Regions from separate parts of the Mus musculus genome. Here all the other regions are linked to region 1. A link is a contact called in public HiCAR-type, HiChIP or PLAC-seq and promoter capture Hi-C data. All regions are on one chromosome and are shown on one strand. Each heading gives the region's core, a stretch centred on a gene start, on an enhancer-like site or on the middle of the called end of the contact. The rest is flanking DNA. Distances are from core to core; before and after follow the strand shown.

Region 1 (3,095 bases), core at 212-2,711:
TAAATTCTGTTGCCCCAAGATGAATTAATTTTTTATGTACATCAGCTTTTGTCTCGAAAGTCTTGCACCCAAATTATCTCTGATTGGTTAATCAAAGTTGCTGACAGCCTGTAGCTGGGTAGAAGAGAGGTAGGCAGGACAAAGGTTCCTGAGCTTGGGGCGGGGGGGGGGGGGGTCTCAGGTAGGGACTATAAGGGAGACCAAGGAGAGGAGGAAGAAGGAAGTCTTACCATGGGCTAATATGGACCATGAGCATGTGGCTATGAGGGCTAGCCCGATGAAGCAAGAACAGTGCAAATGAAGCATATGGCAAGCAATATATTGGGATTCAAGGCATGAACAGACAAAATAGCTTAGAGGGTTGATATCTGCCCAGCTCCGGTGCTTTAAGGCTTATTATCATTCTAAAGGTCTCTGTGTTCTTTATTTGGGTAATAGCTGGTTAAAAAGTAACTGTTGGTGTATTAATTTCAAGCATTAGTTATTAACTGTTTAAGTCACATTACACCAGGACCTCCACCGGGGCAGAGGGGGAAGCGTGCTAGAGTTCTGGGCATAACCTTCAGTTCTGGTTCTCCTCTGAGGGGCAGGAAAAGAAAGGACTAAGAGGCTCCCTGGGTTTGGAGCCCGTCATTGGAGGGGTCTCGTCTCATCTTGACTGGAAGTTGCTGCCTGGCTCTCAAAAAGACAGAACAGAATGGTTTCTTTGTGTCCAGCCCTCACTGAAGGCTGCTGCCTCCTGGCTGTACAACCTTCTGCCTCCTTTTGCATCCACCCCTTCTCTTCACTTTCCACCTACTATCAAGCAGGTAACTCCTACTAACGACCATGGGGTATATGTGATCATTGACCAGTTGGGCTTTAAGAATCCATGTTTGTACTCACACATATGTGTATGCATGTACACGTGCATACATGTATGCACACATACACCTACCATCACAGGGACACATGCATCTTTAGCCCTCCATGCACATACATATGAGTGCACACATGTAGCTATGGCTGTATGCACACATCAGGAGCTTGTGTCATGAGAACCCGAGACAACCTCAGACTAGTGCTATTTTAATAGCAGAGGCTTGGCCTAAGGATAATTGCATGTCACTCTCCAGAAGAGAGATGGGAAGTGAATGTCCAGGAGCTAGGATGGGCGAATGTGGAAAGACGGACATGACTGGTTTCTCAGAGTATCAAATCCCAAACACCAAGACCTGACCTCCTCAGTGAAGTGCACCCTGTGTGTTGCATCAGTCTGTTTTTCTGGGCTTCCATCTGTGTGGAAGGAACAGGAAGAAGTCAGAGGTGACAAAGAGCCTTTTCAGCAGTTTAGCACAAATGCTAAACACCCAATGCTTGCTTAACTCCTTCAGGAAGTTGCTTTTGGATGCTCTTAGCTGAAGGCTACCGAGCAAGCAACTCCTCACTCCTCCCCCCAAGCACAGGGCATGGGAGGAGCTTTCCTAACTAGCTGGCCTACTGCTGGCCTAGCTGACAAAACTCAAGAATGCTCTTGTCTGCTCACATGCTTGGTCAGCACCGCCCTCTACCGTCCAGAGCAAGCTTTTCATCCTTGCCACTGAACACCTGGTTTAGAAAACTGACATGTGTTGCTACTGCCGCTGCTGCAGGTGCCCCAGGGGCTTTCTGATTCACACAACTTCCAGGAGATGCTGAGAACGACTGACCTGAGACAGCAGAATAGCCCACCTCTGAACAAAATGCTTTTCTGTCTCATCACTGTCTGGCTTTCAGAAAGCCAACCCAGTCAGCCTGGCTGGCTTGCAGAGGAGGGTGACTTTGCTTCTATGCCTCCCCCTTGTCAGGGCTGCCTCCTGGGGGTGTTCCCTAGGCTCTGGGGGGGGGGTCCTGTCTTGTCTTCTTCTTCCTCTGTATCTGTCCACTGTCACCTGCCTACTTCTACCCATGCTTTCATGGTTTTGAAGCTCAAGCCTTGGGCTTCTGGGACTGGGTCCCCTCTTAAAGCAAGAACAGTAATGCAAGCATCTTGCCTGGCCTAGGCCATGTCCAGTCATGGTGGACAGGGGACATCAGCTTCATTAGCTGTGACCAGACATGTGACTCTGATGGCAGAAGGTAAATGAAGACTGGAAAAGAACAACGGTGAAAGATTTAAAAGCCCCCAACCATCCGCAACAAGGCTCCTCAGTCAGCTCTGCCCATCCAAATCTACAAAGCTGCTGGGTGCCCAGCCAGGGCACTGTTACTGTAGATAGGGTGGCTTGGACGTGCTATAGAAGTAGTTCATCAATAGGGAGGAGTTAGTGACAGGGAGATTTAGGAAGGTTGACAGTGAAGCTTAAGTTACACCCTCAAGAACAGCCTCACTCACAGGAATCCAGCGGCCTCAGAGCCCTTGCTGAGCACAGGCCTGTGTACACAACCACATACTGAGAAGGAACAAAGAGGGATAGGGGCAGAGAAGGAGGCAGGATCCAGAGAGGAAGTAGTTTTCCCTAGGATCCAAAGGGGGAAGATTCCAGAATAGTGTCCAGGACTCTGAATAGTTGGCTTGTTTTTCTATTTCCGTGACTTCTTGGCTAGGCAGCCTGAATTGGCAGGTGTGAGGCCATATTGGGAGAGATAAGCCTAGGGGTAGAGATCTGGTTTGCACAGGTGCTAAGAAGGTTAGGCTAGCTAGCATTGTCTTCTTCTGGCAAGAGCCTGGCACCTGAGAAGCCTGCTCAGCACCCTCTATACCTTGAACACAGCAGCAGCCAGGGCCTACCTAGCCCCGTGCATCTGGCTCTACTCTCATTTCCCAATCTTCCTTATTTTCATCAGACCTAGCATCAGATATGGGTGTGTCACTCATGGGCATGTCTTTGGTCCCTGGGTAAAGAGCACCCCTCCTCCACATTGTGGGACTGACAAGGAAAAATGGAACACCCTCAATTTGAGTGAAACCTCTGGATGAGACAGGATCATCTTTTTGCCCATCTGGATCTGTGGCTTCTCCTATTTATTTGGCTCCATTTACAGTTTGACCAGCAGATGGGGTAGAAGACGAATCCAGTTGTACCAAGTACACAGAGGGGGAAGATGTTTAGAAGGAGAGCTAGCCCAGAAGGGCT
Region 2 (3,095 bases), core at 232-2,731, 510 kb after region 1:
CAAGTCTTTGCAGTATATGCTATAATTTTTCCCCAGCTTGTTAGATATCATTTTGTTTTTTGCTGTGACAGTTTAAAGTATTTTGTTAGCAAAGCTATCTACCTTTTGCTTCACTACCTATGCTTCTGAGAAAAGATTTTCTCAATAAGGTTATTGTCTTATTTTCTTTGGAACTTATAGAGTCAGTTTTTACACTATATCTCTAATTAATTTAGGTTTTTTTCCTTATGAATGTTGTTTCAACACTTATTTATTAAAAAAAAAGAATGTCCCAGTGGTTTGAGATGGCTTTAGATCTATTTTCTGCCTTTCCGTTAGTCCACAGTCCCTTTGAGTATTACAGCATCAGCACTGCCTTATAAATCAGGCTTTACAGTCTGACTTAATATCTGGAAGCCATAATCTCCACCTGTGATCTTTATTTTCAATGCTTTTTTTTTAAAAAGTTTGAAATGCTTGAATTCTCATATGAACTCACTGTTAACATGGGTCTACCAAACTTTCACATTACCTTGTAAAATTTTAGAATCCAGCTTGTTATTTAAAAGATTTAAGACCTTTATAGGCTGAAAATGAACTCTTAATCCACTGGATTTCCTGGTTGTTCATATAGGGTAACTGTAGTGCTCTTCTCTATATGTGCGACAGTGTTGTTACCAGACTCTCCCAACACAGAAGTACCCCAGGGTCTCTCTCCACTTTCCAATAAGCTTTCTGTGAAGACTTCCTACAGGAGAACCAAGTTCGAGTTATTCTACAGTGACATGACTGCCGAACTCTGTGACAATAAAGATCAGGATGACTCTCTCTGAATTCTAAATTCTCCAGAGGTAAGAGAACAACGTCCTCTAGGCAGGGCCTATTTCTGTATGTGGTCCATGTGGTTCACCAGCCAAGGTACCCACTCAAATGGAGGAAGATGCCTTGTAGGTCGAGGGAGTCTTTTGTTCTTTAACCTATAGGAATTAGTACCTGGGGGCAGCAGGTCTTTTTCTATCTTGCCACCTCAATCTAGCAGTCCTCAAGGAGCCAACAACAGGAACCTGGGCTGCAGCACCACTAGCAGTGGGCAGCACCAGACACCTCATCGCCCCCTGCTGGAGACAGCGTGTGCCGCAGGCGAGGCTGGATAGCGTTGGCCCCTGTGATCTCAGTTCTTTCAGAATCGAAGGACGCTGAGCGATGGGTATAGATGAGGCAGCATCTGCAGCCCCCATGGCTGGAGGTCCCAAATTCTGAGGCGATTGTATAAGCCCTGTGTACCTCGCATCACAGAAACTACGGTTTTGAAAGTCCAATACACACGTTTTTTTCTCTTTCTTTCTTTCTTTTTCTTAATCTGCGCAGGCGCAGTTCCGGCGCGCACCCGGCCTCTCAGGTGGGTACGTGTCATCCGGTGGGGCCGGGTCCTCCCGTGTTGCTCACGTCCACAGTGAGACTCAAGTCTTCTTTTATAACGCGTAGTCATTTTGGGAGCGCGCTTTTGATCCGATGGTCGCTCTGGCCACTTGGGGGCGCACAAACTTGTAGTTAGCTCCTCTGAGAGCATTGGCCTGTCTGGTAGTGGATTTTGTTTTCCAGAATGAAACCCTTGTCCCATTAAGAGGAAGACTTTGTCAGTGTTTTAGATAGAGCACGGTAAATGTAGGTTACTTATTATTCAACATCTAGTAGTACCCGAGGGATGAAAAAAGATGATATCTTCCCTATAAAGCAAGAGAAAATCGTGAAGACGAAGAATACAAAAACAACAGCCATGTACCTATGTATGTATGTATGTATGTATGTATGTATGTGGCAACCTAGATGGGAGAGCTGGAACATTTTCTAAAGGAATATGATCAGGTGAGTTTACACGAGGGAAACAAGTGATGTTTTCAAAGGAAAGCAGAGTGATGGAGCCTTGGAAGACACATCTGGATTTAATCTGGCTTCTCTGCTTTTGCATTAGCTTCATCTTTGTACTGGTTAATTCTGAACCTGTTTCCTTATCAAGATAATAATAGATAAAATTACCCTTGCAAACCCATGGTGAGAGTTAGAGTTGTGGAAAGAGAGGTAGGATGAACGTTTTTTTTTTTTTTTTTTCTTCCTGTACTGGCTAAGTTAGCATTCAGGGTTATCCTTATAGTCCCTGAAAGGAGCAGATTGCTTTTCTGTTTTGCTTTTGTTTCTTTTTGTTTTCTGTTTTTGTTTTGCCAGGGATGGGAAACTAGGGCCCCAGGCATCCTGGAATAGCAGCTCTATTGTCTGGGTTTACTATGTCAGAAACATGATTGGACATGTTTGTGTTTTTCTACGTCAGAGTTTATTATTAATATTACTATTGCAATAAATTGACAATGTATAGAGGTTTTAATGGCAGCTATTTGGAAGATATTTCTGCTTTCCTTGGCAACCCTGGATGAAGTAAACACAGTTTTTTTTTTTATTCTACTCTTAATATTAAATCTCAGTTCACATAGTACACAACTCATCTTAGCATAAACTCCCTCCCCCCTTTCTTCTTAAAAAACCATTCCTGCAGTGCTTCCTGCTGCTGTCTTTGTGGGGTGCAGAGCAGCCCACTGATCCTTCTAGGGTAAATAAATCTCCTTTGGAGTAAGGGTTTGGTGTATGGGTGTGTTTTGTGTAGACTTGGAGGTCCTTTCATTTTGGTGATGTGACTAAGATTGGCTAGTAGCTCTGCCCTCCCTTCTACACTTTCTGGTCCTTCTGTTGCCTCAACTTCTTATCCCCCATTTCTTGCTGTTTCAAGCATCCCCTAGGTTTTTTGGGTTTTGATAGATCATTGAGCATTCCTGCTCTGTTCTATTGTCCCTGCTCTGTCTTGTGGGACCAGAAAGACTGCACCGAGCCACAAACTTTATTGGTTTGGGCAGACTCGTATGGATGATTCGTAGGCATTTTCTGTTGAGTTTGGCATTGTTTGTGGATTCCCCTTCAAAATCTGGTGTCTGTTATTAAACGTCCAAAAATCCTGTTAATAGGTTAAAAAATGTCTAGTTTCCTTTACCTCAGACCTTACCACCTTTATCAAACATTTTATAACACAATCTTGTGACCATACCTTTCATGACGTCTCTATGCTCCTT
Region 3 (3,095 bases), core at 186-2,685, 480 kb after region 1:
TGTCTTCCTTCCAGTGCATCCTAGTTTGTGTTAGAGGGAAGCACTGCACACACCCACGGACGAAGTCTGGTTTGGGGAGGGATGCCTGGTACATGTTATTGTTTAGCAGTGACCCCAGAAAAAAGGCTCATATCTCTATAGTAGTACAGAAAAAACAAACAAACAAACAAACAAACCATACAAAGTACAGGGGGAAAAAAACGATGCTGACTGAGAATGTAGAAGTCAGAAAGATACACCCACCAGTCTCAAAGCCCCAGATGTGGTCCCCAGGACTTCATGAAACTGGTAGTACATTCCTGTAAGTTTAGAACTCAGGAAGTAGAGGTGATGGCAGGATCAGTTCAAGGTCATTCTCAGGGATACAGCAAGTAGCCAGGCTGGGCTACTCAAGACCCTGTCTTAAAAAGCCCATAAGAAGATGCATTGTTTCTAAGACATGGGTCTTTCTACAACAGTGGCGGTGACTTAGCAAAGTGATTATTTGACAGAGGCAAAAGCCAGATGGACAAACACTAATTTATAATGAATTTATAAAGGAAGTAAAACTTTTAAATGATCAAAACTAATCTTGTGCTGTGTATGTCATCCCTGGGGAAGCCGGGGCAGCAGAAGTTTAAGGATATTGTCAGTTGCATAGTCAGTGCAAGGCTAGGCTAGGCTATAGGAGATGATGTTTCAAGAGACCAAAAAACCAGACAAAAAGTACTCTTGAGAGTAGATGTTGCCAACTAATTAGACAAAGCCTAACTTCTTATTTTCTAAGACCCACAGTCCTGAACACACCAAGGCTTCCCCATTATTACCACAATACTATATGTGAAACTCAACCATAGTAATATCCCAGCAGAGGGTAGGTTGGTTGCTATACAGAACCCATGGATAGTCCTGGTTCTAGATCTCGCCTAGTGTTGTAGATTAGGGAGCCCCACCCCACCCCACCCAAGCCAAACAGCGACTGAACTAAGGGCTCATCTATTACCTGTGGAGAGTGAATAGTATGAAAAGTGAAGTAAAAAGGCTAAGGATGAGAAGCCGAGGGCAGGAAGAGGAACTGGAAAAAGTCAGAAGCCCATACTCTCAACTGTCAGGCCATGAAGAGTCAAAATGAAGACAACAATCTGTTTAGGGTAGTAGTCCTGTCCTCAATAATGTGGAGGCATAAGGAGAAAGAGGCAATCCATCCTGGGGGGCGAGAACACCATAGCTCCTGTCCTGTGCCTGGGGCTGACTCACTGATGCTCTGAGCCTCTGCTCTCTGTCCTGAGGCAGGCAGGTTGGGGTGGAACAGGGAAGTTGGGAAAACCTGCTGTATGCAGACTGTCTGCCTTAAGATAACTGATTCAGTTCAGGGATCACGCTGCTTCTGTCCAGTGTAAACAAGCAGCTGGCTTCTCAGAACTCTGGCACTGCTTCCCTTGCCATCTTCCCCTGACCAGTCACACCAAGTCTGAGTCACCCTGAGGTTTGGTCTGACACTCTGAGGATGTGGGCTCACAAGTAAATCCTTGAAATACCTGGCATCTATCTGCATTTCCTACAATAACTCACTAAGGTAAACATTTCTTTGGGGGCCAGAACAAAGGCTCAGCAGGTAAAACCTCTTGCAGTATAAGCCTGATGATCTGAGCTCTGTTCTCAGAATTCACATAAAGGTGGAAGGAGAGAACTAACTCCCACAGTTTATACCCTCACCTCCATGTGTGCACTGTGGTACTCATATGTGTACACTTGTACACACACACACACACACACACAATCACAATAAAAAATTTTTGATTCATTACAATTATTCTTAGCATATCTCTACTATAAAATGCATATTTATTGGAAATACATCTCTGAATGAGATAGGTGGAACAGTAAACATTATTAATATTTTATTTACTTATATGTCCATGGGTAAAGTTTTTAATTTTTTTGCTAGGGTTTAGCATAAATTCTCATTCTGTTTTTTATGATCAGCAGTGAGATTTTTTTAAAAAACTAAATAAGGAAACAAGAATGGAAGTTTTGTTATATTTAATTGATAATCTGTCAAAAACCAAAAACCCTGAAAACTTCCCATAATGACAAAATTGCTTTTGATGATTATCCACTTATTATTTGACTGGTTCCTAGTGTCATCCTGGTGTGTGCTCAAACAGGGAACTCTCTTTTGCTTTGGCATCCAGAAAGTTCCAGGCCTCTAAGGGAAGATATCAAGATGTTCAGATGTGGAGTAGAACACGGGAAAAGAAAACTACTATTCAGCTTTTTATACACTGGCTCATTCACAGGCATGACAAAACAAGTTGCGTGGGGACCCTCTAGGGTTTAGTGGAATGTCTTAGTACCCTTACAAGCTTGGGTTATATCTGCACCTGGCTTTTATAAGAAGTCCTTGGCACTTCTTCATGGTATTGCAGGGTCCACTGTTAGAAGCTTAAAGTCAAAATCTAGGATTTGGGTTAGGACTGTCCAATGCCCATCTACTTACTATCTTTTACCCCCACCCTTCAGGACTGAGTTCAACCTCTTCCAAGACTGCAGGGCCATAAAAAGATTCATGACTCCCTACCTCCAGCCCACACCTTGCCAATGTTCCGGCCCTACTGCCTTGGCTCCCTGGAAAGAATGCATCTCAAGCCGCAGGATCCTTGGCTATCTGGCATTTAACATGTCTCTCTAGTGTTTCTTACCAGAGCCATTGTGTCTCTCACCTACTTACTTCTGAGGTTCCCCATTCACGGACCACTGGTTACTGCGGGCAGACAGATTCTTTTCATGTTCATTTCCCATTCTCCCTCCCTCTCTCACTCTTCCCCACTCCCATCCTCTCTGTCTCCCATTCCCGTCTTTCCACTTTTTTTTTTCCCAGTAGGAAAAAGGATAGTTTATTAAGGAAACAGAAACAAATGAGCTTGGAAATATGCCAGAGGTGAGCTGAGCGAGTCCAGGCGGCTCTTTCTAAAGAATAGACTTGCCTTGCCTCAAGCCCCAGGGCTCACAGGCTGGGGTTTACTGAGCCTTTGAATGACCCTCAGTGACCTGTCCTGCCAGTCTTCCACCCGCTCCCTTTCTGCCTGCTTGTTGATTACATTCTACTCAATTTG
Region 4 (3,095 bases), core at 409-2,908, 420 kb before region 1:
CAATAGTTCAAAGTCTTCTTTGACTACAAGTAAGTGCAAACCCTGTCTGAGCTACATGATATCCTATCACAGTAACACATGAAGATCCTCTAAGAGATCATCCAAAGTCACCCTGACCTAGAAAGGCTCTCCCTTGGTCTCCTTTTAGGTTCCTGAAGGATCTTACCTGAGAAATCTCCTTGTCCCACTCTAACTGGTGACTGCTTGACTACAGTCTTGTATTGTGATTGTCTAGTTCATTCATAGGAAGAGAGTGCCCTACTTGTCACTTCCATTACTTCAGAAATCTCCAACTCCCTGGGTTCTCTGCCTCCCTCACTCTCAAACCTCCAAGTGAATAGGTTACCTACCCTAAGGCACAAGGTGGGAGGTGCCTCAGTAGGTCTCAATGAGATTGAAGCTAGCCTAGTCTTCATTGTGAGTTCCAAGTCAGACAAAGCTGCAGAGTGAGACCTTGTCTCAAAAAACATTTCAGAGCTACACTATTCAACCTGGGTTTCACAAAATATGAAGACCCCCATGAGATGTTAATAGGTATTTTTTTAATTCCTCTGTTAAACTTAGGTGATATTGAATGTAGTTTTATTATAAATCATCTCAGAGCTTTTAACAGGCTAACATTTATCACATGTATCACATACAACTAATGAAGGGCCTGGCATTTACGAAAGCCCTGGTCTGGCTTACCAGGATTCCCTGCCCTCGTTGGGCAGCAGCTGGGCATTCTGTGGCTGAGTGCATCTTTTCAAAGGAGCAGCAGATCCCTCCCTCTCTCTTGAGTTCTCTTTGTGCTGCCCAATTGTCAAGTCTAGCTAGGGAAGGAAAATGACTGTGTTTCAGATTGAACGGTCCTCTTCCAGTTATGCACAAAGAGGAGGAAGCCCCCAGGTCCCAGGGCCTCCAGTAAGCTTCATCTAGGGAGATAGGCCAGGAGGCATAACTGGTAGGACAAGGACCATCCATTATTTCACTCCTGGACAGATGCCTCTGTCCACCAAGTCTGGGTTGCTGACGCTTCAAAGCAAGGAAGAAAATGGGCAGGAAGTAGAGGAAACTGTAAATGTGGCTGGAGGGAGACACATGCACACATATATACACACAGAGAGAGCAGGAGGGGCACGGGAAGAAGTGGGTGGGGGAAGGGAGAGGAAGCGGGGAGAGAAAAAAGGAGAGACTAATGCCCTGTGACTACCCTTCTACTTCAGTCCTCCTCCCTTCCCTCCTCCTTTCCCTCCTCCCCAGGGTCCTTACCTCCTCTTTCTCTTTTGCCTCTGCTCAGCCTTAAGCTAATTGGTTCCATTTCCTCTACTGAAGCTGCCTTTCCAAGCCCAAGAAACCCCTTAACTCATACCTAGGATTTGCTCTGAAGAGCTTTTGGGGAACAAGTAAAGAAGGGTTCAGGCCTGACTGAGATTAGGCCATTGGGATTCATAGCCCTTTGGGGTCACATTTACAAAAAACTACACACCTAGCAGGCATAGTAATAAACAAACTTGGCCTTCAGGGCTCTTAAAACAAACTTCCAGACAAACTCAGTCATAAAACAAACAGAAAGGAAACACACGCCAATGAAACAGAAAGTCCAAATATAAAGTCTTAGCAGTAATTACAGAGTTGTAAAGTTCAAAGTCCTGAGGAGTGATTAATAAGCAACTCCCTGCCCCTCCTCCCATCTCAGAACTGAACACTGTCTGCACAGGCTCCACACACAGCCCTCAGCATACCTCAATGGTGAAGGGCAGGAGGCCATTTCCTTACACAGACTCATTGCAATACCGAGCCCTAACTATTTCTGAATATAAAGAAATAAACTGTGCAAACTTACAAAGAACATGAGCTTTTATACAAGAAAGGGCCTTAATGAACCCGTAGCCTATTAATTCAGCTGAACTGGCTGCCTAACAAGGCCCAGAGATCCTTTGGTCTCCATCTCCCTCATGCTAGAGTTATAGGTATATGCCACAGCATTCAGGGTTGAACTCAGATCTGGTTTAAATCCCCAGGCCCACTTGTTTCATGTTTGAGCATTTTCAGTCATATACTAAATGGTTGGTTTGGGTATTTGGTCAACGTTTGGTATCTGCAAGGGGGCCAGTTTAAGTTTTATTCTAGAGGCTAGAAAGATGACTCAGCTGTTAAAAGCATTGGATGCTCTTCCAGGGGACTCGAGTTTGGTTTCCAGCATTCGCATGGTGACTTAGAACAATTCATAACTCCAGTTCTAGGGGATCTGATGTCCTTCTCTGGCCTCCATAGGTATTACCCATACGCAGTGCACAGACACAGACATACATGCAGGCAAGACACCCAGATACATGAAATACAATTTTATTTTAAAGATTTGTTTTAAGCGAACAACTTCAACATGTAAATAAAATATAAATCATTGAGTCCTCTTTCCCTCTTTCTTTCTTTTCTTTTTCTTTTATTTTCTCTTTAAGACAGTGTCTCACTGAATATTAATGGTTGACCTTGAACTTGCTATGTAGACCAACTCTACTTGGAACTCACAGAGATCCACCTGCCTCTGCCTCTTCATTGTTGGGTGTGAAGGCATGCAACATCATGGCCAGCAACAATTTCATTCCTCTTCTGTCTTTCTTTCTTTCTTTCTTTCTTTCTTTCTTTCTTTCTTTCTTTCTTTCTTTCTTTTCTCTCTCTCTCTCTCTTTCTCTCTCTCTCTTTCTTTTCTGTTTCTGTTTCTGTTTCTGTTTCTGTTTTTGTTTTTGTTTTTCGAGACAGGGTTTCTCTGTGTAGCCCGGGCTGCCCTGGAACTCACTCTGTAGACAAGGCTGGCCTCGAACTCATAGATCCGCCTACCTCTGCCTCCCAAGTGCTGGAATTAAAGGCATGTGCCACCACTGCCCGGCACAATTTCATTCTTAAATCCTTCATAAGCTTATTTTGCTCATACTTCAAACGTTATTAAAGTTTTCTTCTACAGTGAGAACTTTGGAACATTGTCATACCTTGTAGATATGACCAGGTGTTCCATACAGTGCTGGCTTTGGGGGCCTGGAAAGGAATTTAAAGATCTGGGATGTTCTCCAGGCCAAGCCCAAGATATTGCAGAATGCCTCACATACCAAGATCCT
Region 5 (3,095 bases), core at 425-2,924, 330 kb before region 1:
TTGGAACCACAGAACAGAAGCACCTCTCCCTCCCACTCAATTGCTGCTTCCCAGGAGGCCAGGGAGGGGTTAGTGGTACCCATTCCTGTCTGTGTATCCACTGCCAGCCTAAGTCTGACTCAGACCATCCTTACTTCTCCTAGGGATGTGCAAGGGCTGTAAAGAACTCCACACAACTCCGAACAGAACTCTGGGAGCTATTTCTTACTCTAAGCTTCTGTGATCTGCTTCATTTCAAGAAATGGCCCATGGCCAAAAAGCGCCTGAAACCCACTGATCTCTAGATGAATAATGTGCATTCCCAACTTAGAAAGTCAGAGTCTTCTGTTTGAATCTTCACTTGAGAGCTAGAGTGTGGGGCTGGGGTCCTCACTCAGTCATTAAGGGGTTATTGTCTTGCAAACACAAGGACCCAAGTTTGATACCCAGAATCCAGAACGTAAAATAAAGCCAGGTATGGTGGATGCACCTGTGTTTGTAATCTCAACAACAGGGTAGTGGAGACAAGCATCAGATCCTGAGGCTGGCCAGCCTTGATGACTTCCAGGCCACTGAGAGACCTTTTCTCAAAAAACAAGTGCCTGAAGAATGACACCCAGGGTTGTTTGTCTTCTGGCTTCCACCAGCATGCATACATACCCCTGTACACATGTACACATTTACTTCCACACACATACATGCAAATATAGCTGAGTGTGGGAAGAACAGATACAGCACGTGACCGAGCAAAACCTATTCTCCAGAATCACACACACAGTCAGTCCCAGCCCCTCCCAACCCCCAAGAGTGCATCCTGAAGGTCCTTGTATCCACTCATTAACAATTTACTAAGCACCTAGGGGTGACAGGTGCCACATGAATCACACAAGCTTTCCACTAGCTTGTGGCTCCAGAGAGATTTCCACACCCACATTGTAGTTGAGAGACTGAACATGTATAAGTAAGTCTATTGTGGAGTCAACATCAGGAAGCCTGATTCCTTGATAAGACATCATTTAAGGCTTCTGTTTCTATTTTAAGCAGTGTTACAGTGGAGAATGGTGGATGGATAGGAAAAGACATCAGTGGGGAGGAAACAGCGGGAAGGAAGTGAGGAGAGAATCCTAGCATTTAAGACACTCAAATTAACTTCCAATATGGGAGAAGGGAAGAAAAGAGCCTGTCAGAAACCTATGGTTATGGTGTTGGTTGACCAACAGTGATAGAGCAGGGCCAGAGCAGACACCAGGGAGGGACCAGGAGGGAGGGCAATGGACTGTTTTCGACTATGTTAGAATGGGGGGGGTGTGTGAAAGATTAAGTTCAGATTCTGGTTCAAACATCTGGATGGGTGACAATTTAGAGAAAACAGAAGGAGGGCTGATCTGGAGGATCAAAAGATAAAAGGGATGAGAGTTTAGTTCCATTCAAGACATCTAGGTGGCAACCTTGAAGTAGCCATTGGAGATGAATGTCTGGGGTTTAGGAAAGAGATCCAGGCTGGGGAGCTTCAGAAGCCACCAGCATTTGGATCCTATTGGAGGTGTGGGTGGGGATGAGATCACTGGGAGAGTGCGCCATGATGGGAGAAGAGGGTCAGGCAGCCTTCCAAGGAGTGAGGCAGCATTCGGCTCTGCCTCAGCCTGACCTACATCCACAGCAGACCTGCCTCCAGCATGCGCAGCAACAGACACGAAGTTCTCTCCACCCAGTAGACACACACAATCTGTAGGCACAGATCCTACTGACTGGCAAGAATCATGAGGGGTTGGGCATGAGGGACTGGGCCCTAGCCAGGAATCTGTTGTGTCACTGGACAGTTCAGAAACTGAGACATAGACTCACTTGTCAGGGATAGCTGCCACGTAGTTGAAGAGCTGCCAGGGTATGCCCTGCAGAATGGCATTTCTGAAGCTGCCGTGGCTCACCACGTGACCTCGACTCCCATCAATCACCACTATCTGGATGCCATCTTCTGAGCAAGGGTACCTCCTCCCATCCACCTGCAAGGCCAAAGCAACAGAGGAGTGAGAGATCCTGGGGCAGCTGAGGCCCAGGTTCTCCTTCCTGTAGGTATCCTTCCTATGTAGACACTAAAGACATAGTTTGGTTACACAGCTGCTCTACTTATAAGAACCCTTTACACCTCTTCCAACTGTGCTCTTTGTAGGTTTGAATAGTAACCTCCCAAAAGATGTGCCCACTAGGAACCTCTGAATTTTATTTTATCTAGAAATAGTGTTTCTGAAGATGTTTTAATGACATATACATCAGTGATCTCAGGGAAGGATCATTTAGAATGTTTGGGGTAGGCCCTAAATCCAATGATGGGGCCTCTTAGGAAGAAAGGTAAGAGGTAGGAGATAGGCTCAAAGGAGAGAGGGCCTCATGAAGATGGGACAGAGATGTCAGTGATGTGACTCTAATCCAAAGGTCCATTAGGGCCACTAGAAGTTAGAGGAAGCTTTCTAGCTTCCCAAACTGAAAGAGAATAACTTTCTTTTGTTTAACCCATTCAGCTTATCACAGTACCACCTATTACAGTTTGATATGACATGTCCCCACAGGCTCAAGTTTTGAATGCTTTCTCCCTACCCGGTGATGATGTTCTAGACATGTGTGGAACCTTTAGGAAGTAAACTCTAGCTGGAGGAAGTCAGTGTTTGGAAGTGATTCCTGGCCTCCACTTCCTACCTCTCTTATTTCTTCTTGGTCCTCCATGAGGCCAACAGCTTCTGCCATATGTGTAGGTGTGGTGGTTTGAATGAGAATGGCCCCATAGGCCCATATATTTGAACCACTGGGTCCCCAGTTGGTGGAACTGATTAGGGAGGATTAGGAGGTGTGGCCTAGTTAGAGGAGGTGTGTCACTAGGGTCAGGCTTTGAAGTTTCAAAAGAGTCTGCCATTCCCAGGGCCTCTCTCTGCCTCCTACTTGTAGATAAAGATGGAAGCTCCCAGCTGTTCCTACCACTATACCTTTTCTCTGTCATCATGAACTCAAGCCATCTGAAACTTTAAGGTCCACATTAAACACATCCACATATAAGCTTCCTTGCTTATGGTGTTTTGTTATAATTCGAATAAGTTATGGCTTGAACAAAAGAGAGCTAGAAT
Region 6 (3,095 bases), core at 220-2,719, 290 kb before region 1:
CACAGATGCCCTGTCAGGACCTGCTCAAAGTGAGATCTCCAGTCTGGCCTTTAAGATGCTCAGTCTTGGGGTGTACTCAAGGTTTAGCCTAAACCTAGGGGAAATCCTCCTTCTACTTCCATGCAGCAAGGCCTGGAAGTCAGGCTTTGCCCATCCTGCATAGCTGCATGCTACCAGGAGGCACAAGGAGTGACATGAGCTCAAATGATCTGCCAAAGGGGCCACTGACATCCCAGGAGGCCTTCTACCATGCACTGTGATGATAACCTAAGTATCCTCCTACAGATGCAGACATGGGAAATCCTTCCTTGCTAGGAACACCCAACAGATCCATGGAGTTCAGTAGCTTCCTGTGCACTCAAGCAAAGCCCCTGGTTGTCTTGCAACCTCTTCTCCCTTCTGTGATCCTAGGCGCTCTCGTGGTCTGCCCTGTAGTCTACCTGTCCTCCTCATGGCTGACCCACCCCTGCTCAGGTGCTGTGTCCACATGCCTTCCCTTCCAGCACTACTTCTCTTTCCTGACCACTCTGTCATCTTCTCCCAGCTTCCCACTTAATCATGAATTCCTCAGGGAAAGAACCACGCCCACTCCAACAGAGTAGAATCCCTCCTCCCTCTGCCCAGCTCATTACACATCTCTTTTATAATTATTGTGCTGGGACTCTAGCATCCTCCTTTCTTTGATTTCTGGATGCCATGAGATAAGCAACTTCCTCCATCACTAGCTCTTGCCCTAAACAACAGGGCTAACAAACCTAGAACTGAGGCTTCCAAACCCATGAGTCTTTCTTCTTAAGTGAAGTTATTTCAAATATCAGTTAGGCTGCCTGCTTGGACAATGTATTGATGCATCAGTAAGGAGCCAGTGCTTATATTGAGTATCTCAGCATTTTGTTTGATTTGTAGGACTCTGAGAATAGCTCACAGATTCCAATCTTTCACTTGAAGTCTACCAGTGTTCAGATTCCTGCAGCCTGAAATGAGGAGATACCTACCTGCCACCTTGACCTGTGTAGAGGTGCAAGCTTTGCAGGGGAGCACCCGGAACTCTTCTGCCTGGTACATCGAATAGTCAGTGCTGGCAACAACCAGGGTGTCTCCAGGCCTCCATGACCGCACATTGTCCACCAGACTCAGGATGGTGCTGTTTACGTTGGTGTCGATGCTAACCGTGAGCTTGGGCCTCACTGTAACCCAAAACAGGAAGGACTAAGACACAGCCCTTTGCCTTCAGCAAACATGTGGCTGCCCACCTCTTCCCCTCCCCTCTGGAAATCAGTAAATGCCAGGTGTGCCCTTCCAAAACCCGAATCACCAGACTCTCTCTCATCCCAGTCTCAGTACTTACAGGTTTTTGAAGTCAACAAAAACCCAACCAAAAAAGACCCATTCATTAGCTCTGGGCAGAGGAATTTTCCACTGACTTCTAAGCTAGTTTTCAGTGTGTTGCCTCACCACACCCACTTTGCCCAAGATGTAAAACAAATATAGTTCCTCTCCACTATTATTTACAGTAGCCATAAGTCCCACCCCCAAGTCCAATGACTGCTTTCTGGAGATGCTGATTCCAGAACAAGCCAGCCATTTCCAGTCCTGTCTAATGAGCACTGCCTGGGGAACTGGGTTTGAAACAACAGCACCAGAAGAGGCAGAGAGACTGTGTCAACCCTGCCCATCAGCACACTGCATTCTTGGACCAAGCCCGCCCCTTCTAGAAAGGCTTACGACAGGCCAGAGATTTGCTATCTGCTTCCAATGCCTGGGACCATCTGGCTGCTTCTGCACTCAGTGTGGGTGATTGTGACACTATGATACTCAACATGGCAGACCCAGACATCCCATTTCACAGTGCATAGAAGCCAGATCAGGGATCCGGTCGGGAATCAGAGCTCAGTTGCAGTTCTAACCCAATAAGGAGCTAGGATTTGCTTGCATACCGGGTTTTCCACATAAGAATCGCACTCGATAGCTTCGGCAGGCTCTGCCCCGGGTGTAGCAAGCAAACCTGTAATCTTGGCCATTTTTGTAGACAACCTCAGTGCTGAGGGCGACTCCATCCATTGTTGTGGCCTGAGAACAGAATGGAAATTACAGAGCAAGGATGCTTTTTTTATGAAGAGGGAAAGTGCTGATTAATGTCCCCAACTTATATTTACAAGTCTAAAATTGTCCCCACTGTGAAACTTATTTACAACAGCCCAGGACCCTTATCCCAATAGTCTTTGTGAGTTTTGTTATAAGAAAGTCAGTGTTAAGTCTCGGGAATGGATGTGGTGAGGCCTGATTTCTGGGAGAGAGTCAGCTAGAAGGTTTGTGATCTAGCAGGAGTCCTGAGTCCTACTTATTGCTCATCATTGTGCGCACATTTACAGAGCATCCACCATACACAGGCTTTCTTAGGACCCTGATATGTCTCTTCTTATGACCATCTCGCCACCCTCAGACTATGTAAAGAGCTAGCTTTTATTTACCAGGGAATGACTCTATACAACCCACAGGTGCCCAAATGGGTTTCTGTATAACACCAGGAATCTCAAAATTCTATATGCCTACACTCTACCAAATAGGTTTCTCTAATGACACAACAAACCAGTTCAGCCCAAACAAGAATATATAGTCAGATTTGTTGGGAGGTAGCGCTCCTGTGGGTTCACTGATCTCAAAGGAGCAGGTAAGTGAACTTGAGCATTGCCTCTAAAGCAAGGGGCTTTACAGAATTTAGGTGAGGAGAGATGATGTGTCTAATAGGAGCTGTGACTGTGCCCTTATCTGCTAAAACCTGAGCCTCTGGATGAGCACCCTCAGGTGGGTGTCTGGAAACATGGAAGAGTGATACCATGTTAGGCCAGAGTTTTCTCTGTATGGATGGGTTTGAGGGGAGAAGAGCAGATGGGGTTTAGCAGCTTGTGCAAAGGTGGGCAGTGGTTCCAACCAAACACTACCCTCAAAGGCTAAGATCTGGTGTATTTAGGTTGTGACCTAAGCATCTGGACTTTAAAAACTGCCCAGGTGATTCTAATTGATAGCAAAGTTTGGGATAAACTCTCTCAGTTAAAGACCTAAATGTGTGTGAATATCCATTACATCCTCATAAT
Region 7 (3,095 bases), core at 424-2,923, 270 kb before region 1:
CTCCCAACTGCTGGGATTAATGGCGTTTACCACCACCTCATGGCTATGCTGCTGTTATTTCTTTTGTTCTGAGCTGTCACTCCAGGAGTGGGTTTGTGGGTTGTGTGGACTCTCCAGGGTAGGGAGCCACCTGCTGCTGCTCTGAGGTCAGGCTGTGCTTCCTGCCCTTTATGCCCCCAAGGCATTCTATAGCCAAGCGTGGCCAGTAAGCATGTGGCTAGAGTGTTTAGTGGGATTGAGAGACTCCTGGATTTTCACAAGTTTTCCTGGGATCTGCTCCAAATCTATGCCCTGAGAGATACAAAAAGGGACATCTATGTCCCAGGAGCTGGGAGAACCACCCCGTGGAAAGCAAGTGAAGGTCCAGAAAAAGAAGCAGGGAGAAGGGGCTAATTGATGTGAGGCTATTTTCATTTTCTCAGCAATTAGATTGTGAAGAACAAATCAGACTTACAGGGAGCACAGAGGAGGTGGGGAGATGGAGGGGAGGCTTAGGTGAGCCCACAAGGGAAAGGGTTCTGTAGGGAGACCAAGGGGGGTATCAGGAGTGGAAGCAAGTGTCACAGTGCAGGGGACTTAGAATCAGTACATTCCACAGGTAAAGTTGGCACAGGAGTCACATCTACAGCATGGGACCAGAACCAGTTCCAATTCAGTTAGTGTCATGGCAGGCATAGCAGCTCTAAGGGGTACTGGATCATTCTTCAGTTATGCAAAAAAAAGCCATAATTGCCATAGTTAGATATCTAAAGAAGAGCCTAGAGGGAGACATGCTGTTATCTACACTCAACTGCACCAGATAAAGACTGTTCAGTCTTCTATTGAGCGCAAGTTTACTGTGTGGGTGCCCAGCCCCCACATTCTCTCCCATGTGTGCGGCAGACACCTTTGGTTCTGTTTGCCTCACTGTTGGTGAGAATTCATACTTTAAGTGTCACTACAATGAGAACTCCACATTTGTGGGGTTTCAATGAGTCACCATTTTAGATTCTAAGTTTCAAGTAATGACAACATAGCAGATGCAGACTTCCCTGCTGGCTGAAGAGAAGAGCTGCTACCAGCCTCTACATAGGCTGGGCAGCTCCCCACCTTGATATAGAATGCTCAAAGCTGGTGCTCAAAGCAACAGCTCTGAGAGCTGGGTGTTAAATTCCACACCTAAGCTTATCTCCAAAGAGGATAGTCCCAAATTCCTAGTAGCCTTTCACCTGGTCCTGGATGTGGGAATCAGTCTCAAGGAGCTGATTATCAGAGTGTGAAGAGCAAATGTAGCCTCCCGGAGTGCATCCTGGGAAGAAACAGTTCCACTAAGTGGACAGTGCTTCGGGTCTTAGTGTGTCTCACTTCCAAGCCAAGCCCAGAGTCCTTTCCCTGTCTGGGCATATGACTCTGCAGCCAACTTCGCATCTCAGCTTGGCTATGGTGGGCCTCACACTACAGGTTTGTCCACTATCAGGATCATGAGCCCCGCTCTAAAAACTCTGAGCCTATGGCTAAGACAGTACTTCTGTTACTGGATGTGGTGGGCCCTCCTTTGTGGAAGTGTGGAAGGTGGGTTTTCATACATATGAATCAGTAAATCATCTGAAAATCTCCAGTACCATCTTTGAAACATCACCATGGCAACCACACTGATTTCCTTGACTACGGCAGAGGGCCTGCGAAGCAGACTATAAGGGAATGACTACTTAAAGCATGAATGACAAAGGCAATTTCTACTTCTCTCCCAAAGAGCACAGACTGAAGGGCATCAGGGAGAGGCACAGCCTCCATTCCAAAGGGTTTATATGCAAACTGGGGTGTGGGAGGAAACACCCAGGAAGTATCTGAATACTCCCCAAGCTGAATCACCCCAATAATAAACCCAAATACAGTTCCTAGCCTGGAGTCAATACCCAATTTGTGTTTATTAATTGAAAGAGAAGATGAATGAACTCAGGCAATGTCATAAATCATTGCACTAAACACTGACACTTTGCCTACTTGCTATGTCACCCAAGAATTAAGGAGATTTTGTATGAAATCACAGTGAAGGCATTCTATGCTACACAATGCTTCCTACCCTCAGTGGGCTGGTAAACAATGTAATTCAATGTGAGGTCCTTTATCATGGAAGAGCATAAAACTCGAGTAATAATAGCATTTTATGATGAGCAATGAATGGTATCCATGGTGGTCTTATCAAACCCCTGCTCAGTTTCTAAGACTGGTACTCTGTACCTCTAGTGTCTGCCAAAGGTTCCAGTTATTCAGTGGTTGCTTCCTGGAGCCTGGGTGAAGTGTCCTGTGCTTCTAACCTTAATGTAAAATTCACATAAAGATCACTTGCTTGGTACCACGAGGTAAAAGGAAAGATAGAAACCTCACAAGATAAAATAAGTAAACCACTTAAAGCAAAGTTGACCATACTGAGATAGTAAGATAGATCTAAGTAGGGTGCTGGGCTGTAACACAGGCCTATAACCTTAGGGAAGATTGCAAGTTTGAAGCTAGCCTGGATCATACTGAAAGAGACACTGTCTCAAACAGAAAACAGCTGGGTGTGGTGGTGCATACCTTTGATCCCCAGAACTCCAGTGGCAGAGACGGGCTGATCTGTGAGTTTAAGCCCAGTCAGGGCTACCTTGTGAGGTCCTATCTTAATATATAAACCAAACTAAACAACAAAAAAGAAAAACACAATCTAATCCTTGCTGAGGGTATTGAGGCCGAAAGGGGTTTTATGGGCCCAGATCCTGACTTGATGGCACACTGTAGGGAGGGATGCTCTGAAACTGAGTAGACCAGAGGTAGAAAGCCATGTCTAGGCTGAATTCTCCCTCTCCACTTCCTGACTCTCTTTCAGACAGATTCTAAATTTTGTATTAGCAGCTAACATTTAAAATCAAGGTTTTTAATAAAAATTCACATTTCTGGTCTCCTTTAAAAATTCAAAATATCTTACAACAATGTCTCCCCTTTCCAATTTCCAGAATTGAGAGATGGGTGCTCTATGAGGGAAGTCTCGGCTCCATGGAGACGATAGTACCTTTCCAACTAGGTTCGCTTGCAATGGAATCCAGGCAGACACTGAGTTTTCAACCTGGAACGATTCT

What was found. Promoter capture Hi-C pulls out the DNA fragments that hold promoters and counts their contacts. HiCAR-type assays count read pairs that join an accessible place to other places. HiChIP or PLAC-seq counts read pairs in DNA pulled down with a chosen protein or histone mark.
Region 2: a contact with region 1 is called in a promoter capture Hi-C map of the 3T3-L1 cell line, with 8 times the contacts expected there. The contact joins two enhancer-like sites. A contact is called at or near these places in 3 of 39 promoter capture datasets (the 3T3-L1 cell line and liver).
Region 3: a contact with region 1 is called in an HNF4G HiChIP or PLAC-seq map of pancreatic cancer cells. The contact joins two enhancer-like sites. A contact is called at or near these places in 1 of 484 Hi-C or Micro-C datasets (embryonic fibroblasts) and 1 of 115 datasets of contacts at active chromatin or transcription factors (pancreatic cancer cells).
Region 4: a contact with region 1 is called in a FOXA1 HiChIP or PLAC-seq map of pancreatic cancer cells. The contact joins two enhancer-like sites.
Region 5: a contact with region 1 is called in a HiCAR-type map of fibro-adipogenic progenitors, with 10 times the contacts expected there. The contact joins two enhancer-like sites. A contact is called at or near these places in 1 of 39 promoter capture datasets (the C10 cell line), 2 of 15 datasets of contacts at CTCF or cohesin (the NIH/3T3 cell line and large pre-B cells), 10 of 484 Hi-C or Micro-C datasets (the 3T3-L1 cell line, CD4 T cells, the G1E-ER4 cell line and 6 more), 2 of 115 datasets of contacts at active chromatin or transcription factors (fibro-adipogenic progenitors and pancreatic cancer cells) and 3 of 9 other capture datasets (adipose tissue, liver and pancreatic islet).
Region 6: a contact with region 1 is called in an HNF4G HiChIP or PLAC-seq map of pancreatic cancer cells. The contact joins two enhancer-like sites. A contact is called at or near these places in 1 of 15 datasets of contacts at CTCF or cohesin (the NIH/3T3 cell line), 2 of 484 Hi-C or Micro-C datasets (cerebellum and nephron progenitors), 3 of 115 datasets of contacts at active chromatin or transcription factors (embryonic stem cells, kidney and pancreatic cancer cells) and 3 of 9 other capture datasets (adipose tissue, embryonic stem cells and liver).
Region 7: a contact with region 1 is called in a FOXA1 HiChIP or PLAC-seq map of pancreatic cancer cells. The contact joins two enhancer-like sites. A contact is called at or near these places in 4 of 484 Hi-C or Micro-C datasets (the AML12 cell line, cortical neurons, embryonic fibroblasts and 1 more), 3 of 115 datasets of contacts at active chromatin or transcription factors (embryonic stem cells, fibro-adipogenic progenitors and pancreatic cancer cells) and 1 of 9 other capture datasets (liver).

The regions. Positions count from the first base shown.
Region 1 is chr7:84,271,105-84,274,199 of GRCm38.p6, forward strand. The region is part of intron 12 of Arnt2 (aryl hydrocarbon receptor nuclear translocator 2); the gene reads right to left. Among named protein-coding and RNA genes, the nearest start is that of Gm26708, 40 kb to the left of the region's middle. Within about 2 kb of position 1,462, at least 80 of the 459 cell types and tissues checked have an H3K27ac peak or open chromatin away from gene starts, as enhancers often do. A contact at or near this core is called in cortical neurons, fibro-adipogenic progenitors and pancreatic cancer cells, where this site is marked.
Region 2 is chr7:84,778,245-84,781,339 of GRCm38.p6, forward strand. No RefSeq gene overlaps it. Among named protein-coding and RNA genes, the nearest start is that of Olfr291, 74 kb to the right of the region's middle. Within about 2 kb of position 1,482, at least 282 of the 459 cell types and tissues checked have an H3K27ac peak or open chromatin away from gene starts, as enhancers often do.
Region 3 is chr7:84,746,641-84,749,735 of GRCm38.p6, forward strand. The region is part of intron 2 of 2610206C17Rik (RIKEN cDNA 2610206C17 gene); the gene reads left to right. Among named protein-coding and RNA genes, the nearest start is that of Zfand6, 58 kb to the left of the region's middle. Within about 2 kb of position 1,436, at least 88 of the 459 cell types and tissues checked have an H3K27ac peak or open chromatin away from gene starts, as enhancers often do. A contact at or near this core is called in pancreatic cancer cells, where this site is marked.
Region 4 is chr7:83,846,228-83,849,322 of GRCm38.p6, forward strand. No RefSeq gene overlaps it. Among named protein-coding and RNA genes, the nearest start is that of Gm39043, 34 kb to the left of the region's middle. Within about 2 kb of position 1,659, at least 38 of the 459 cell types and tissues checked have an H3K27ac peak or open chromatin away from gene starts, as enhancers often do. A contact at or near this core is called in pancreatic cancer cells, where this site is marked.
Region 5 is chr7:83,940,182-83,943,276 of GRCm38.p6, forward strand. Cemip (cell migration inducing protein, hyaluronan binding) reads right to left here. Exons shown (of 29, transcript NM_030728.4): 27 at 1,825-1,982. Among named protein-coding and RNA genes, the nearest start is that of Gm30440, 29 kb to the right of the region's middle. Within about 2 kb of position 1,675, at least 14 of the 459 cell types and tissues checked have an H3K27ac peak or open chromatin away from gene starts, as enhancers often do. A contact at or near this core is called in fibro-adipogenic progenitors, where this site is marked.
Region 6 is chr7:83,981,197-83,984,291 of GRCm38.p6, forward strand. It overlaps Cemip (cell migration inducing protein, hyaluronan binding), which reads right to left. Exons shown (of 29, transcript NM_030728.4): 10 at 1,938-2,070; 11 at 996-1,187. The region is part of intron 2 of Gm30440 (a long non-coding RNA gene); the gene reads left to right. Among named protein-coding and RNA genes, the nearest start is that of Gm30440, 13 kb to the left of the region's middle. Within about 2 kb of position 1,470, at least 5 of the 459 cell types and tissues checked have an H3K27ac peak or open chromatin away from gene starts, as enhancers often do. A contact at or near this core is called in pancreatic cancer cells, where this site is marked.
Region 7 is chr7:84,000,063-84,003,157 of GRCm38.p6, forward strand. The region is part of intron 2 of Cemip (cell migration inducing protein, hyaluronan binding); the gene reads right to left. The region is part of intron 2 of Gm30440 (a long non-coding RNA gene); the gene reads left to right. Among named protein-coding and RNA genes, the nearest start is that of Gm30440, 31 kb to the left of the region's middle. Within about 2 kb of position 1,674, at least 18 of the 459 cell types and tissues checked have an H3K27ac peak or open chromatin away from gene starts, as enhancers often do. A contact at or near this core is called in cortical neurons and pancreatic cancer cells, where this site is marked.